Linked DNA regions of Mus musculus: region 1 is linked to region 2. Evidence: chromatin contacts called from public Hi-C data. All regions are on one chromosome and are shown on one strand. Each heading gives the region's core, a stretch centred on a gene start, on an enhancer-like site or on the middle of the called end of the contact. The rest is flanking DNA. Distances are from core to core; before and after follow the strand shown. Region 1 overlaps Ppfia2 (protein tyrosine phosphatase, receptor type, f polypeptide (PTPRF), interacting protein (liprin), alpha 2). Region 2 holds the start of Ppfia2 (protein tyrosine phosphatase, receptor type, f polypeptide (PTPRF), interacting protein (liprin), alpha 2).

Evidence for each region. Hi-C and Micro-C count contacts between places; a contact is called where the count stands out from the background.
Region 1: a Hi-C map of the N1E-115 cell line shows a contact between it and region 2, with 2.3 times the contacts expected there. The contact joins the enhancer-like site here to the promoter of Ppfia2 in region 2. A contact is called at or near these places in 6 of 39 promoter capture datasets (the 3T3-L1 cell line, 3T3-L1-derived adipocytes, embryonic stem cells and 2 more), 1 of 484 Hi-C or Micro-C datasets (the N1E-115 cell line) and 1 of 9 other capture datasets (liver).

What each region holds. Positions count from the first base shown.
Region 1 is chr10:106,520,895-106,523,594 of GRCm38.p6, reverse strand. The region is part of intron 2 of Ppfia2 (protein tyrosine phosphatase, receptor type, f polypeptide (PTPRF), interacting protein (liprin), alpha 2); the gene reads right to left. Among named protein-coding and RNA genes, the nearest start is that of Ppfia2, 52 kb to the right of the region's middle. Within about 2 kb of position 1,259, at least 1 of the 459 cell types and tissues checked has an H3K27ac peak or open chromatin away from gene starts, as enhancers often do. A contact at or near this core is called in the N1E-115 cell line, where this site is marked.
Region 2 is chr10:106,468,929-106,471,628 of GRCm38.p6, reverse strand. Ppfia2 (protein tyrosine phosphatase, receptor type, f polypeptide (PTPRF), interacting protein (liprin), alpha 2) reads right to left here and starts at 1,319. Exons shown (of 32, transcript NM_001205341.1): 1 at 1,038-1,319.

The DNA of each region.
Region 1 (2,700 bases), core at 10-2,509, 52 kb before region 2:
AAGAAAAGAGAGAGATAGAGAGGCTTTGTGTTAGTCAATTTCTGTAGGACCCCCAAGTATTAGAAAATATGTTTTGTCAAAGTTATTGTTTTATTGAATTAATTAAATAGAGAATTTTTGAAAAATTCTGTACTAATCTGGTGAAAATGGTTTTAAATATCTACTATGATTATCTTTACCTTTTTATTCAGAAAGTTATTAAAGTCTAGGGGCTAATAATTTAAAAATAAAATCATATAAAGTGTTCATCATTTATTTGCAAACATTGAACCAGACACTTTCCAGCTCCTTTATCAATTCTTCTAAAATTAACAAAAATTCCAATGAGAATTTACTTGTAAGTCAACACACCACATTTAAAACTCTTGTTATCTTGACAAAAATCACCACTTCTAGGAATATTACAATTAAAATTTGCTTAACAGAGTTAATGAGAAGAGATAGCATTGAACCAATAATGTAGCACAACATTTATTTCTGTTAATTCCCTTAAAATAAAATTGCTTGCTGCTATCTGCTGTGCTTAGTGAATCTCTGCTAATAAAGAGACTCTCGGTGTACAGCCTTCCTCAAGTGCTTGGGCATAACACAGCTGTTAAAATGCATGAGACTATATGGTGGTGGCATTCTTTACCAAATCACAAATCAGGCCTCAAATACTAATAACCGTAACCACTGGGGCCTTAATGGAAGATTTCTGCAAAGAAAGCTTGATGGTTATCAGCGATAATGGGCCTGTGTATCTCTGCTAAATTAAATTCTTGGGGAAGCCAAATTGAGTCTCCTGTTTTTAAAATACCACGTTAACAGTTGTAGAGCTGAAATTTTATTTTTCAAGCAAGGTATTGTTTAAGATAAAATTTATTTTTATCCTTTTACTTTTTGTACTTATAAAATTAAATCCCGCTGAATCTATACACTGTAGCAGGACTAAAATTCCATTTCTTTTTTGTTTCAGGTTCATGACCATCAGGCCTCTCAGATTGCTAAGGTCCTAGAATCCCCACCCCTACCCCTCATTTCACTGATAGCCCAGACTGCATCCATCTCCAGCCTGCATGCTGATCTTAGGCTGAAGTTCTCATCTTTGGTATCTGTGACCTCTCTTGTAGAGGAGTCCAGCAACATGGCTGCTCTGGCAAAGGATCACATCCAAAAACCTTGTAGGTCTATGTGATCTGGCTGGAATACAGAAATGTCCTGGATTGCAGTATACAGAATACAGATACCCCTTTAAGATACACATTTAATTGCTAACCGTGAATGTAAGGTTAATTTGTAGAAGGAAGCAGCCAGATTTGAAAGTGCCATCTAATTGAGGGGCAGACAGTGTTGAATCAGAGAAAGTTTTGACAGAAGGAGTCAAAGGATATGCCCAATTCACATGAAAACAGACAGACAAGAGGGGCTACTTAACAGGAGAGAAAGAGAGAGAGAGAGAGAGAGAGAGAGAGAGAGAGAGAGAGAGAGAGAGAGAGAGAGAGAGAGAGAGAGAGGAGGAAGAAGAAGGAGGAGGACAAGGAGGACGAGGAGGAGGGAAGTGGTGGTGTGGATTGTGTGTGGCAGTTTTACCAGAGCAGTTTTTTAAAAAGTATGTGTCAGAGAGAGAGCAAGCTAGACAAGGGTGAAGACAGAACGAGACAGAGCATGAGAAAGAACAAGATTAGATCACATTGTCAAAGTTAGTATACGGTCAAGTAGAAGTTAAGAGAAGGCAGGTTAAATCAGTCATCTTAAAGAGGAGCTTGGACCAGAACGGCTGAGTTGACCCAGCCAGCCAGAGTTCAGGAAGAACCAGAAAGGGTGTGCTTATTCAGCAGTCAATCTCAGAGGCTGAAACATTCTATGCCTAGGTTAGCAGATGGAGGCTGGAGCTGAAGTCTTCAAAATTCAGGTTTGCAGAAGATTAGATTGTATGGAGGCTAAAACCTTCCCGGAAGCTTAGGGACGCTTAGAACAGAGAAAGGCATGTTTTGTGAGCTGCCTTGGGTTTGGCTCATCTCACCCCTCCATCTGAGGAAATAAAAGTGACGTTTACATCCTCCTTCTAAGCTTTACTTCCCAATCCTCTCACCATAGCTTCTTTTACATCTTTGCTCATTTACATCTTTGTCCAATATTTAATGCAAAAATCCCTTTAAAACTGTTACCATTCCCTCTGACTTAGAATTTAGTGTTGTGTGTACATGTGTGAGTACGTGTGTGTGTGTGTATGTGTGCATGTTGCTTACAATATGTATATTTAGTTTTGGTTGTTGAACTTTTTCCCATGGGTTATATGTTCTAAGAGCAGAAACTTACTTGAGTCAACCATTTATCACTAATCAATCACTGCTGATCAATTGATTGTATACACAAGCATACTCATGCACATTACACACATACACAAAATGCCCATTATTTATAAGTATATTTAACACAACACATGCCCTATTTTTCTTGCTATTTTCAGCAATTTTTCATTCTAATCAAAATCAATTATGAAAGCCTTTAAAATCTATAGGTGCCATGTGGTTGTATTTGGAAAAAAATCAAATTGCCTATAAAAAGAATATTTAAGTTAGTATCATATATTTAACACTAATGAGCAATAGTAAAGTTTCTTTCATTGCACAAAGATATTTCATCACCTTCCTGATAAATCTCTATTAATGAAATTGCTGAGCAAATGTTGTGTAGGCATGCATGTTTCTATGTATG
Region 2 (2,700 bases), core at 70-2,569:
TCACAGTTTGCTGAGGTAATTTGCCTTTTCATTATCCCTCTTTTATGTCAATGTGAAATATAATTGCATTAACCTCATCTAGATAGAGATGACTTGACACGTAAACTATTGAAGGTTTCAGGACCCAGTTTCAGACAGTGTAAATTTCATTTTTAAGAGAGAGAAAAATAATAACCCTGATTGGTTTAATTATCTCAGTGCTTAAATTTAGCACGAATAATTTTATATCAAGAAAACCAACTCCCACGCTGTCAGGATATAACCTTGACTGTCTTCTAAACCTCTCAGAATCCAAAATAAAAGTTTTGAATGCCCAGTGGAGTCATTCAGCAAGAATTTTGAGATCCAGTGTGATCCTTGGTAATATGTGTTCTTAGGAGCTATACCTATTCAGACAAGAACATTCCAAAAGACTTTTATTTCTGTAAGTCGATAACTTCATTTAATTATATTTCTAGAAATTATACACTACCACAGGCAAAGAAGCAGTCGTTCTCTGTAACAAGTTTCTTCTTCGGCAAAGGCTTACTTAGTCTTCGGAACCCTCCCAGCTCTGTCTCCGTTAAAGGAGTAATTCAGTAAGAGAAAGCCTAGCCATTGTCTGATTACATTACACGAATATTTCTCCTCCTCTTTAACTCTTTGAAATCCCCTGTCCTCGGGAAATATTCCTACCATGTCTAATGGAAGCATTTTCACTTTCTTTACCTCTGTGCCTGCTCGGATGGTCAAACAGCAAGCGTACCCCACACTGCTGGACAGTTACTGCTCAGCCACACCCCCACCACCCCGAAAGAAGTTGACTTCATAATTTCCACACTAAAATTGTTCATCAGCCCCAGGAGAGAACGAGCTAGGCAGGAGCTAGAAAAATCGGGGATGGAGAAGATGGGTGGAAAGCAAAGGTAACTAATACCCACAAGGAGGACTTTGCCTCTCCTCTTCCCTGGGGGCGGGGTGGGGCTGGGGAGGTGGTCAAGGGGGGAAAAAACCCGAAGCGGAAGAGAAACCATGCAACTCGAATACAGTTTCTGTACCTAATGTCTCTTATTTCAGGTCCTGTTTCTTCAATTGTCAATGACAACCGCAGTCTCGGCTGGAGGAGAGGTGAGGCTCACACCCAGCAGTCCTGGACCATTTCCTTAGCAACGGGAGGAGAAAGACAGCTTAGACACTCGCGAGCCCCAGCGTTCTCTTGGAACGTGCCCTGGCTTCCTAACGTGGCAGCAGTTCGGCATCTTCCCGTGGCTCCGTCAGCAGCCAAAAGGAGAAAGGTCCATCGGAAAAATGGCATATTACAAATTTTGCTTTGGGAAGCAGGGCTCGGTTCAGACCATTGTCAAAGGGAAGAGAGGGGGAGGCGGTTCTTAAAGCAGCCGCGGTCCCTTTGCCGCCCAAGCAGCGGCAGCCGCCGCCGCCGCCGCCACTTTCGCGTGCAGCAGGAGCCCCGGGGCGGAGAGATGGTAATCCGGGACTGGATCTGACTTTCAGAAACTTAACGTAGCATAACTTCTCCCCTTGGCATCCCGGGCCACCCAGAGAGGGTGAAGACGTGTCCCTCCAAACAGGAACTTTGGGGTGAAGTGTGGGAAGTACCTATATGGAAGGGACATTCTCCACCCAATACCCCACCCGGAGCCCCTGTGAAGTTTATGGTAAATGTTGGGAGTTTGATGGTTAAAAGGAAGTGAGTCCCCTGGGGATGCTAGAAGCAGGACAGGTCTTCTCTGGGTGCCCAGCCTACTTCTATTCTAGGGTGTATCCTTTCACTTAAAGGAGGTGCTTCTTTTCTGGGAAGGTAAGCAGAAACACACACACACACACACACACACACACACACACACACACACACACACATGCACACCACCCACCTCCGAAGACACCCCCGCCCCATCATCGCGCGCTGCCTCCGCCCGCTGCAACAATTTTTTTTTCCTTCCAGTCCCTCTGCAATTCATCTGCTTGCATCAGTTGGCCGACAGAACCAACCTGCTGGGAACTGAGTGAGGATGCTACAGCATCTTCTCACTTGCCTAGTGCAAGCCTAGGATACTCCTCCTTCTGTGTCTCCTCCCCTCCTCCTCCTTGGCAATCTCCACCTCCTCTTCCTCTGGAACAAGGGCTTCCCCTGGAAGCTGCCGCAGTGGTTTCCACCGGCGGCCCTTAAATAAATTCTGAAGTCATCACGTCTTTTCTCTCCTCCTCACGCACACGCGCTCGTGGATACATTCCACTCTTCTCCCCAAAAGCTTCTCCGGGGCTGCTGAGGATCACTCTGGTCTCAATGCTCCTGATGAGGGCGAGGACCACGGGTGATCTAAAGTATAAATGGGTTCTCTTTGCCCTGCCTGCGCTTTTCCCACACAATCATCTTTACAGGAAAGCTTGTGTTGGCATGTGCTTTTGAGAACTGGGAACCTTCCTGCTCTGTGGCCTTCTGTGTTTGCTGTGGCTCTCTGCCGCTTTCTTCTCTTGAATCAGAGGCAAGGTAGTCAAGCTCACCGGAACCTGAATCAGTCTAGGGTGTGGCTGGGTCTGTCACTTTGCCTTACCTCTTCAGGTCGCCTCCATTCATTGCCTTAGCGCTGAGGATCTCATGTTAAGTGTTCCCTGTCTGCATGACTGAATTTCAGCTTTCAATAGTCTGGCAGCCCCAAGAACATGTTCTAGTCCCCAGAAACTTTCCCCTCCCCCATTTCT